Regions from separate parts of the Mus musculus genome. Here all the other regions are linked to region 1. The links are chromatin contacts, called in public ChIA-PET and HiChIP or PLAC-seq maps. All regions are on one chromosome and are shown on one strand. Each heading gives the region's core, a stretch centred on a gene start, on an enhancer-like site or on the middle of the called end of the contact. The rest is flanking DNA. Distances are from core to core; before and after follow the strand shown.

Region 1 (3,453 bases), core at 57-2,556:
GTAGTCTAAGGTCTTTTAAGACCCCACACGTATAGGCTGGGGACCATCCTCGAAATCACTGGTCTCTGGAGGTGGTGGCGGGGGTGGGGTGGGGTGGGGTGAGTGTGTCACTATGGCTTTTGTTATTGACTGGACACAGTGCCTTACAAATGGCTTCTAGATTTGTCCAGCTTGTCCCGTGAATGGAGATCCTGATGCAAACTTGAAGGGAGTAGATAGAATCCTTGGCATGCCTCTTTCTACCCAGTTCTCTCTCCTTAAACCAATGACATCCCGAATTCCGCGTAAGGTATTGTGTCTGGTCCCTACCGGTATCGCTGTTCTGTATTTAGCCATTGCGAGGAGAATCAACCAGTTGATATTTGTTGAGCAGCTACTGTATGTTGAGTCTTCTGCTAGCCATGGGGTTTTATGGCAGCCAGAGCAGACACCCCGTGCCTCAAGTCAGTGAGTTGACAAGGTATGTCAGGCTTTCACCTTCTTCAACCCTGATTCCAGGGTACCCTGGGGCTCACCAACAGGCTAATTTTCCCCAGGACCTCTCAACTGTTTTTCTCCTGGTCAAGTTCTGGCAAAATTGGCTTTGGTTTTGTTGGCTGGCCTCAGGACCAGTTCAGGGGACACCAGGAAGCAGCTGCTGCCTGTGTTGGCTTCTTGGGGACACCCAGAAAGCCCTGGTTTGGACCTAAGTATTGGGCTCTGTTTGCTACGGCTACCCGTTATCTTAACCCCCACCCCCTGCATGGACTGAATTGTGAGTTGAACTCCATCTTGTCTCTGATGGAGAGAGGGTCCCTGGTTGGAAACTAAGGGGGAAGCCGACTCCCTCTTCCTTGGACCATGGGAACAGATGGTGATGGTATGCTCTAGATCTCTGTTGTGGTCTGTGGATTAAAAGCCCTGATGGTATCTCGGTAGATGGGCAAGTGATGCAGACATTGGAAATATTGGTGAGGTTCTGTGCGAAGGAGTCTCTAGAAAGGGCTAGAAGACTCCAGAGTTCTTTCTTCGGCCATCTAGGGTGACTCTTGCTTTCCCGTTCCCTGTTCGCGTGGCTTTCCTAGGACATGTTGCTGTCACCCTCTTCCTCCGCACATACCTCCTTGTAGCCAGAAGACCTGTTTGTTTTCAGCCCCAGACTTTCTTGGTGGCTTCCAACAGCAACAGTTCCCCACTTGAGTTGCACACCAAAGTCACAAAGTCACCCAGTAGCTGACAAACCCTGATCCTAGGCCTCCCCCGAGATGAGGAGTCTTGCCTTTTAGTCTGACGTCACTCTGGTCGAGCCACTGACTGTCCTCTTCCTGCCTGGCAGCGGGGTTTAATAAACCACTTCCTTCTTGAAGGTCATCAAGCAAGCCCGAATGAAGTATGTTCTATGCCTGTCAAGTCAGGGTGACTGAAGAGAAAGGGCGGTGACCTGGTGGTCTGCCTTAGTCCTCCTGTGCAAATGGTCCGTTGTTCGCTAAGTTTGCAATGCTTAGACTAAGCTGCAGGAAGTGGGTGGTCAGTAGTGTTGGCCACTGAAATGCATCAGCCCCTTGGTGACAATGCAGCCGTTGCTGCTGGATAGCTAGCTCCTTGAGCCCATAGGCCAAAGTGGGGGTGCAGCCTGGGGGGGTACTGGGTGTTGAAGAGCTGAGGTGATTTCTGTGTCTCCAGCTTCCTGTTAGTCCCTCAAGACTGGGTGGGGGCCCATACTGGTTTATTTTGCTCTTTTGAGACCTAGCCAGTGGGAATAAGGTGGGCACGTTTACTGTACTCTTAGATATGCTTTGTTGAGAACAGTAAGCTACTTGCCTTTAGCCATGTGGACGCTCTTGACACAGGCGAGTTGCAGAGGATGAAAGAGACTTTTAAAAACGTTTATTTTAAATGCACGATTGGTGTTTTGCCTGTGTGTATGTCTGTGTGAGGGTATTGGATCCCTGGAGCTGGAGTTACAGACGGTTGTGAGCTGTCATGTGGGTGTCGAGAATTGAACTTGGGTCCTCTGGAAAAGCAGCCACTTCTCTTAACCACTGAGTCACCTCTCCAGCTTCCGAGATCTTTATTTTATTTTTTATTTTTTTAATATGGTGTTTTTTTTTTTCCTCTTTGAGACAGAGTTGGTCTCTATAGCCCAGGTTGGCCTTGAACTTGGATGTAGCATCCTCCTGCCTCAGCTTCTACAGTGTTGCAATTACAGGCACGTGCAAAGTATCACGTTGGTGATACTTTGTACCCTCTTGAGTAGTGCTAGAAATGGAAGAGAGAACGCAGTACATGCTGGGAAAATCTACTTCCCGGGCCCTGAAATGCGCACTCCATTTATCCCCCAAAGTGGATGGTGGAGTGGAGGCAAGAGGCGTGGCTAGTGACTCACCCATCCGTGACTGATCCGTGGGACCGCACTGTGGGTTCCACAAATCTCTCTGGGTTTTGCCTCCTCCTGGAGCTGTTTCAGCCGCTGATTCTGAGTTTGTGTAGGTGGCTGGTGATTGTGACTCCCAGATCTACTCTTCAGAGCTGGGAGGTTGCCTGTGTGCCTGGCTGGCTCAGAGGGGCTTGGGAAGGTCTGGGTCCTGGCCATCACTTTAGGCTCTTGTCTGCCTGTGTTCAGCATAGAGGGCTGGTGAGGGAGGGGCTTTTTGTTACTGTTCTTCCTCAGATGTGCGGTTTCTTGGGGCTGACTAGCTGTGAGGTTTGGAATAAGGGGACTTCAAGAGAGAGAATGGGAGGTGAAGTGTGTGTGTGTGTGTGTGTGTGTGTGTGTGTGTGTGTGGTGGAGGAGGAGGAGGCCAAAGGACAACCTCCTTTCTTGTTCTTCACAGACAGAGTCTCTCATTGGCTTGGAACTCCCCAAGTGGGCTGGGCAAGCCAGAGACAGTGAGCATCTGCCTCCCCAGCATCAGGACTACTAGACCATAATGCTATGCCTGACTTTTTTCTTTTTTCTTTTTAAGATTTATTTATTTTATGTATATGAGTACACTGTAGCTGTACAGATGGTTGTGAGCCTTCATGTGGTTGTTGGGAATTGAATTTAGGACCTCTGCTCGCTCTGTTCGACCCCGCTTGCTCCGGTCGGCGCCGCTCACTCCAGTCCCTGCTCGCTCTGGCCCAAAGATGTATTTATTATTATACATAAGCACACAGTAGCTGTCTTCAGATGCACCAGAAGAGGGCGTCAGATCTCATTATGGGTGGTTGTGAACCACCATGTGGTTGCTGGGATTTGAACTCAGGACCTTTGGAAGAGCAGTCAGTGCTCTTACCCGCTGAGCCATCTCTCCATCCTGTGCCTTTTTTAAAAAATGTATTTTATTAATGTGGGTTCTGGAGCTTGAACTCTCGGCCTCATGCCTTTGTAACGAGTATCCACTGAGCGAGCCATCTCCCCAGCCCGAGGGAGGGCTTTTTATTTGCCTGTGACATAATGCATGCATGTGTCAATCACATTATACCTCATTC
Region 2 (3,676 bases), core at 415-2,914, 180 kb after region 1:
AGGAGCGGGGAGGCACAAGTGCTGACACAAACAGGTGTCATTCAAGACAATGAAGACATCTGAGATTGACTGTGGTGGCTCTGTGAGTCTGAGACACTATAAACATTAGCGTATGGACCATAGGTATATGTGGCTGATGTGTGTATGAACTGAGTCTCAGGGCTGTGTGAGAATGTATGGGGGGGGTTGTCTCCATGTGTAGCTCAGGGTGCTGTAGGAGACCCTGGATCCCATTCCCACCCAGCACGACACACACAAAGTTGATTTTTATTACACTTTATGTTCATTTATTGGGGGGGAGGGGGGAGTGCGGGGCGGCAGGGTCGAGGAAGAGCTTGTGAAAGGGAGCGTTCTCTTTCTCTACCACATGGCACCTGGGGATTGTTAGGCCTGGGGCCCGAGAGGTGGCTCAGCGGTTAAGAGCACTGACTGCTCTTCCAGAGGTCCTGAGTTCAATTCCCAGCAACCACATGGTGGCTCACAACCATCTGTAATGGGATCTGATACCCTCTCCTGGTGTGTCTGAAGACAGCTACAGTATACTCACATATATAGAATAAATAAATCTAGAAAGAAAGAAAGAAAGAAAGAAAGAAAGAAAGAAAGAAAGAAAGAAAGATAGAAGAGAAAAAAAAGTCAGCCGGGCATGATGGCACACGCCTTTAGTCCCAGCACTTTGGAGGCAGAGGCAGGTGGATATCTGAGTTCGAGGCCAGCCTGGTCTACAAAGTGAGTTCCAGGGCAGCCAGGGACACAGAAAAACCCTGTCTCGAAAAAATAAATAAGTAAATAAAAGTCAGACTGCCAGACCTGGGGTCAAATGTCCGTACTCACTGAACCATCTCACCAGTGTGTGTGTGTGTGTGTGTGTGTGTGTGTGTGTGTGTGTGTGTAGAAAGAGAGAGAGAGAGAGAGAGAGAGCATATACATCTATTGTACACAGGCACCTCAAGGACTCAGGAACGTATAAAACACAAGCCATCTGTGACCTCAAGCCCCACCCAGTCTAAGTGAGGAGGCAGCCATGAGGAGAGTGGATAAAAGGCACAGGACCTCTGAGAGGAGCCTGGGTTCAGAGGCTGCCTAAGTCCAGACGGGAAGACTCTGGGAATGACTCCCCAGAGTGGAGATGAACCAGTCTTCCAGGCAGAGGGAGAGCATGTCGGGACACCCTTAGGCAGGGCCAGGCTTTTGGGAAGGGCTGGAGAGACCGGAGGGAAGACCTCTAGATCTGCACAGCAGAGGAAGGGCTAACTAAGGCCTCTTGGATCTTTATCCCAGAACAATGAACTGGGGTCGGGTATAGAGTGGGGTGTGCGCTAAATGATAAGCTGGGAAATGGTTGCCTTCCCGGCACCTTCTTCCCCATTCTCATTAAGTGCACATGCGCTGTGGGAGGGGGCTGATGATAAATGGAGCAGGAAGCAGGGTCTGTTAAGCAAGCAACCAGCTGAGGGCACTTTGAGGACAAAATGGGGGCTGCCAAAGGAGGACAGGTAGCAAGGTCCACCGGGATGCATGCACCTGTCGAGGGCCGCTGGCATCCCCGCATCCCCTAATGGGTCAGATCAGAGGGCAAGGCCGGCGGCTTCAGCACTCCGGGGTCCCAGCTGCTGCAGATCAGGGCTGAGGCTGGGCTGAGCTGGCCACTGGGGGCGGGAGGCCTCATTCCCAACCTGGGCCCCTGACGTCAATGTTACCATGGAGACCCAGTTTCCCTTACAGGAGGCAGCTGCTGCAGAGCTCCCCCCTTCAACACGCTCGCGCGCGCGCACACACACACACACACACACACACACACACACACACACACACACACACACACACCAGGCTGGGAAGGAGGGCAGTAGCAGTCAGAGTAGGCTGAGGCTCACAGGCTGCAGCTCAGCCCGGAGCACAGTCCTTCCTGCAGGGAGGAGGAGTCAGGGTGCCAGGACCAGGAGGGCTCCCTGCCTGCCCGCCCCTGGGTCTCAGATGTGGCTGCGTTCTTGCATTGGCTTCGAAGGTAGAAGGACGGGAAACTCTGTGAGATGGAACCTGGATCCCCCGCTTTGGGGTCTAGAAACTGTAATCTTAGAATCTACAGTGCGGAACTGTAGTATCCTTGCAGGAGCTGGGCGTTCTGCAGATCTCCTCCTTCAGAAGGGTCCAGCCGAGGGCAAAGAGCACCAATTCTGTGCTAGGTCTATAGCTCAGTTGGTGGAAGGCTTGTCTATCTTTCACAAAGTCCTGGGTTCATTCCCAAGTGCCAGATAGAACTGGGTAAGGCGATAAATACTGTAACCCCGGCACTTGGAGGATGGAGGCAAAAGTGACCAGGAGTTCAAGGTCATTCCCCATTACTTAGTGAGTTAGAGGCTAACCTGGGCTACAGAGATCTTGTCTCAAAGAGAGAAGGAAAGGAAGGAGGAGGGGGCAGTAGAAGAGGTTTCTGCCTGCCCTCCTCCCTCACTAGATCTGGGCAAGGCTCCTCCACTGGGTGAAGTGGAGTGCTGGGGTGTTGCCCTGCCCCACATTTGAGGGCTCCACAAATATTTCTGTGGGCCATGCTTGTATCAGAAAACAGCAGCCAGCAGATGGAAAGGGTGGAGGAGGGACAGTGCTAGGGCTCGGCTGCCCCCTGCTGGTTGCTCCTTGAAGGGGAATGAGGAGAGCCCTAAAGTTTCCAGGTTGTAGACACTGAGCGAGAGCTGAGCTACCCCCCACCCCCCAGGCGGTAGTTCTGTCATGTCCTTCTTTCTGGTCTCCTTCTGTTGTTTCCAGACATGGTTTCTCTGTGTAGCCCTGGCTGTCCTGGAACTCACTCTGCAGACCAGGCTGGCCTTGAACTCACAAAGCTCTTCCTGTCTCTGCCTCCCGAGTGCTGTGATCAAAGGCATGCACTGCCACCGCCCAGCCTTCTTTCTAGTTTCTTAACGACTGCTGAAGAAGGCTTCTATCTCAGATGTGTTCCTCTGAACTACCCCTCTCTGGTTCTTCCCCAGCCCGGGTGTGAGGGTGGATAAAGTACTCTCTCTCATTCCCGTTGCTGTCACCCTTGACCCTGGTTGGTTACTGTGGCTTTTTTTTTTTTTTTTTGGGGTTGCTGTTCCAGTGGTGGCCCAGGTGTGAGCTTTGACAATCACTGTGGAACAGGGACAAGGTAAGAGTTGGGTCCCCGACCCAAATCCTCTACTGTGAGCATTCTTCAGACTCCTGCAGTGTCTCAAGGATCGATCGCCCCTTTTTGATTTTTTTGTTTTTGTTTTTGTTTGTTTGTTCGTTTTCGAGACAGGGTTTCTCTGTATAGCCTTGGCTGTCCTGGAACTCACTCTGTAGACCAGGCTGGCCTCAAACTCAGAAATCCTCCTGCCTCTGCCTCCCAAGTGCTGGGATTAAAGGGATCTGCTTCTGCCCTGAAATCGGTGTGACCCCCACCCCCTGCCACCAGCTACCAGCTTTCTAGCTCCTGAAAATGGGCGTTTTGACCACAGCTACCTCTCTGTGCTCAGGACTGCTTAACACACTTCTTCTCCTTGGTCAGGCAGGGACAGCCTGGCAGGAGTTCACTTCTGTCTCTTGAAGGCACAGTGTCTGCCAGCCGGTTAGTCTGTGCACATCCTTTAAAAACCTCTAAATGAACAGATGAACACCTGGAGGTACTAGCTATTTCCCCAGGGCATCAAGACCTGAGACT
Region 3 (3,353 bases), core at 323-2,822, 210 kb before region 1:
CCTCTCACATACAAGGCAGGTACTCCACCACATCAAGGCCAGCCTCTGAAAGCACACACACACCTCAAGACCCCTGTTCTGATGACTAGTGGCAGTCATTGTCACCATAATCCTGGATTGTTTCTTAGAGAGATACAGGCACACAAGCACACCCAAACACACATGTTCTTCTATTTGCACAGATGGACAAATGGTGCGGGCCATGTTTGCTACCCAGCACCTTGCATTTTTTAACCTAATGCATCACAGAGATTGGTCTGTGGCTGTCCTAGAGTTGTGCTCTTCTGTTTAACAGCTTCATAATACACCTTAATTTACTTACCTGGGACACCAATTATCCAAGTCTATTTTTTAAAAAAAAGATTTATTTATTATATGTAAGTACACTGTAGCTGTCTTCAGACACAACAGAAGAGGACATCCAATCTCATTATAGATGGTTGTGAGCCACCATGTGGTTGCTGGGATTTGAACTCAAGACCTCCAGAAGAGCAGTCAGTGCTCTTAACCGCTGAGCCATCTCTCCAGTCCCCAAGTCTATTTTATAATGGCTAAAACTACTAACACAAACAACACCCCCGTCCCCCAAAAAACTTCCTTTAAGAATGGCTAAAAGTGCCGGGCATGGTGGCATACACCTTTAATCCCAGCATTTGGGAGGCAGAGGCAGGCGGATTTCTGAGTTCGAGGCCAGCCTGGTCTACAGAGTGAGTTCCAGACAGCCAGGACTATACAGAGAAACCCTGTCTCGAAAAACAAAAACAAAAAACAAACAAACAAAAGAATGGCTAAAAGTGGCAAATGAGTTGCTGTAAACTGGTTCATATTAAACATTGTAAGCCTTGAATTTCAAAAACTGGAGTAGGGTGGGTTGAGACAAGCAGAACTGGCTGGGGCTCCACACAGCCCTGTGCAAACCTGCTTACTGCAGCCTTCCCATGCCTGGGCGCTAAATTGGAAGCAAAAGACTCTCTGGATGAAGCAGAGCACCATCAGACTCTCACCTCAGCTGTGAGGGGGTCACCTTCAGACTCTCACCTCAGCTGTGAGGGGGTCACCATCAGACTCTCACCTCAGCTGTGAGGGGGTGCTCAAAGTGCAGCTGGGACCTCTGGTCCCTCTTCATGAGTCAGAGGACAGCTCTAATCAGAACAAACTGGCTCACAGGGACAGGATGAAATGTGGTTGCCACACCCTTCTCTGCCCTAAGTGATACACTTCAGTGACACTGCGGTTGACAGATCTCCAAAAGACACGCTTTGTCTGCTAGCAAAGCCACCAAAGTCGGGGCCAAGGCATATGACCTGCTCCTCCCAGACAATAAGAGAGGGAGAATCACCCCTGGTTTTGCTTCTCCCAGGCACAACCAGCAAACGAGTGGCACTGGTAAAGCCTGTCAGCTGCCACCCTCCCCTTCCTGTACCTGTCCCACAATGTCCTTAGGAGCCTCTCCCTCCTCACACCCCCTCCCCACAATGATTCATCTTTTCCCCTCAGGTCCTTATGGCTCATGCCCTGGGCAGAAGTGGCTCTTCTGAGTCATTTGTCACAGGATGGCACAGAGCTTTGCCTCACCCTTAAGGGAAGTTGGCGTCTGTACTCTTTGTAGGAAAGTGAATTAATGCAACTCCTCGGGAGGGTAATTTAGTGCTGTCTAGCGGCACTTAAGATGCACTTAGCTAACAGCTAGCAATATCTTCTCTGAAAAGAATCCCAGGTTCGCTTCAAGATAAGTGTGCACTGTGGCTGTTGCTTACACAGTACTGAGGCCAAGCATAAGTCCCCCACAGACTGGGGGGAGTCTCATAGGGCCTTATCCTTCACTAGGGAGCCATGGGCAGTGGAAGGCTACTGGCTGAGGGGGGGGGGGTCACTGTCTCCAGTGTGGTGTGGCCACCGCTGCACAGTGCCCATGCTTCAGTGGACAGCGTCACAGCCATGCTCGCACCCAAGACCCTGGTTAAACTCTGGGTCACAGAGCCAAGCCATTCTTCCCTCCAAAATGTAAGGAAGTGACTTAGAGATATGTCGGGGATATATTACAAATGAAAAAGGAAAGATAGGGGTGGAGAAATGGCCCCTGAGGCCACTGACTGCTCTTCCAGAGGCCCTGAGTCCCAACAACCACATGGTGGCTCACAACCATCTGTAATGGGATCCGATGCCCTCTTCTGGTGTGTCTGAAGATAGCTACAGTGTACTTATATATAATAAATAAATCTTTTTTTAAAAAAAAAGAAAAGACAGGCTATAGATTAATATTGTTCAAATGATTATGTTTTAGTTCAGAATGCATATATACTCACTCATAGTCATGTCTGCAAACATGTCACGACATTTTTACAAGTGGTGGTAGTGTGGGTTATTTCATGACTTTTAGGGTTTTAATCTTCGGGCTGGAGAGATGGTTCAGTGGTCAGGTGCTTGTTGCTCTTGCAGAGGATCGGGGTTCAGTTCCCAGCTCCCTCACGGAGGCTCACGGCATCTGTAACTCCAATTCTAGGGGAGCTGTCAGCCTCTTCTCACCTCCGCAGTCACCACGTGTGTGTTTCACCCATACACACAAGCAGGCAAAGCATTCATGCATATAAAATAAAAATATTTTTAATCAATTTTAAAAGAAATTGTGTGTGTGTGTGTGTGTGTGCATGTGTGTGTGTGCACACACAAATGACTCCAAGAGAGCAGGCCAGGAGGCATAGATGTCTACACACACACACACACACACACACACACACACACACACACACACACCAGGAGACAGAGATGTCTGGCTACAGGAAAGCTGTTATCGGGGAAGTGTCACTTGGGGAGGAGAATTTCAGGCCGACAGACAAGAGAAATAAGAAAATTCCCACGCCCACCCAGTTGGAGACTTACCTTCTAGACACTGGTACTGCACCCACAGGTAGCTACCCCTGGTGGGGCACGGGTCTCCAAAGTAGGTCCCATCTACCGCAACCTGGCATGCCTGCAGCCCCTGACACTGGCCTAGGAGACAGACAGGAACAGCATGGGAGAGAGGACATACACTCAGCAGATCATCACAGATATGTTACCTTATCCACTCATATCCTGAGCCCTCGCCCATCAAATGCCTGATGACACCCACAGACCCCGAGCTAAGATGACAGGAAAACCACCCAGGCCTGCTCTAAGCTGTGACATAGTTAAATGCCTATGTCGTTGTTTAGCCATCAAGACACATTACGCACACACCCCCAGTCCCCAGACAGCATCCTGAGCATGGATTCCACCTTTCTTCTCTGTTTGCTATGCTACTATCAATCTCACGGACCAATGACACTCTCGTCTACAGCTTGTGGAAACAGAAACAGAGACAGATGTTTCCA

The links. ChIA-PET counts read pairs in DNA pulled down with a chosen protein or histone mark. HiChIP or PLAC-seq counts read pairs in DNA pulled down with a chosen protein or histone mark.
Region 2: a contact with region 1 is called in a BATF HiChIP or PLAC-seq map of CD8 T cells, with 7 read pairs. The contact joins two enhancer-like sites. A contact is called at or near these places in 4 of 484 Hi-C or Micro-C datasets (bone marrow-derived macrophages, cerebral cortex, embryonic stem cells and 1 more) and 12 of 115 datasets of contacts at active chromatin or transcription factors (CD8 T cells, bone marrow-derived macrophages, effector CD8 T cells and 8 more).
Region 3: an RNA polymerase II ChIA-PET map of effector CD8 T cells shows a contact between it and region 1, with 43 read pairs. The contact joins two enhancer-like sites. A contact is called at or near these places in 1 of 39 promoter capture datasets (the 3T3-L1 cell line), 3 of 115 datasets of contacts at active chromatin or transcription factors (CD8 T cells, effector CD8 T cells and pancreatic cancer cells) and 1 of 9 other capture datasets (embryonic stem cells).

The regions. Positions count from the first base shown.
Region 1 is chr8:117,286,820-117,290,272 of GRCm38.p6, forward strand. The region is part of intron 1 of Cmip (c-Maf inducing protein); the gene reads left to right. Among named protein-coding and RNA genes, the nearest start is that of Gm51554, 27 kb to the right of the region's middle. Within about 2 kb of position 1,307, at least 95 of the 459 cell types and tissues checked have an H3K27ac peak or open chromatin away from gene starts, as enhancers often do. A contact at or near this core is called in CD8 T cells, bone marrow-derived macrophages, cerebral cortex and 3 more, where this site is marked.
Region 2 is chr8:117,468,782-117,472,457 of GRCm38.p6, forward strand. No RefSeq gene overlaps it. Among named protein-coding and RNA genes, the nearest start is that of Mir7078, 11 kb to the left of the region's middle. Within about 2 kb of position 1,665, at least 155 of the 459 cell types and tissues checked have an H3K27ac peak or open chromatin away from gene starts, as enhancers often do. A contact at or near this core is called in CD8 T cells, bone marrow-derived macrophages, cerebral cortex and 1 more, where this site is marked.
Region 3 is chr8:117,073,244-117,076,596 of GRCm38.p6, forward strand. It overlaps Pkd1l2 (polycystic kidney disease 1 like 2), which reads right to left. Exons shown (of 43, transcript NM_029686.4): 4 at 2,881-2,991. Among named protein-coding and RNA genes, the nearest start is that of Pkd1l2, 7.5 kb to the right of the region's middle. Within about 2 kb of position 1,573, at least 101 of the 459 cell types and tissues checked have an H3K27ac peak or open chromatin away from gene starts, as enhancers often do. A contact at or near this core is called in CD8 T cells, effector CD8 T cells and pancreatic cancer cells, where this site is marked.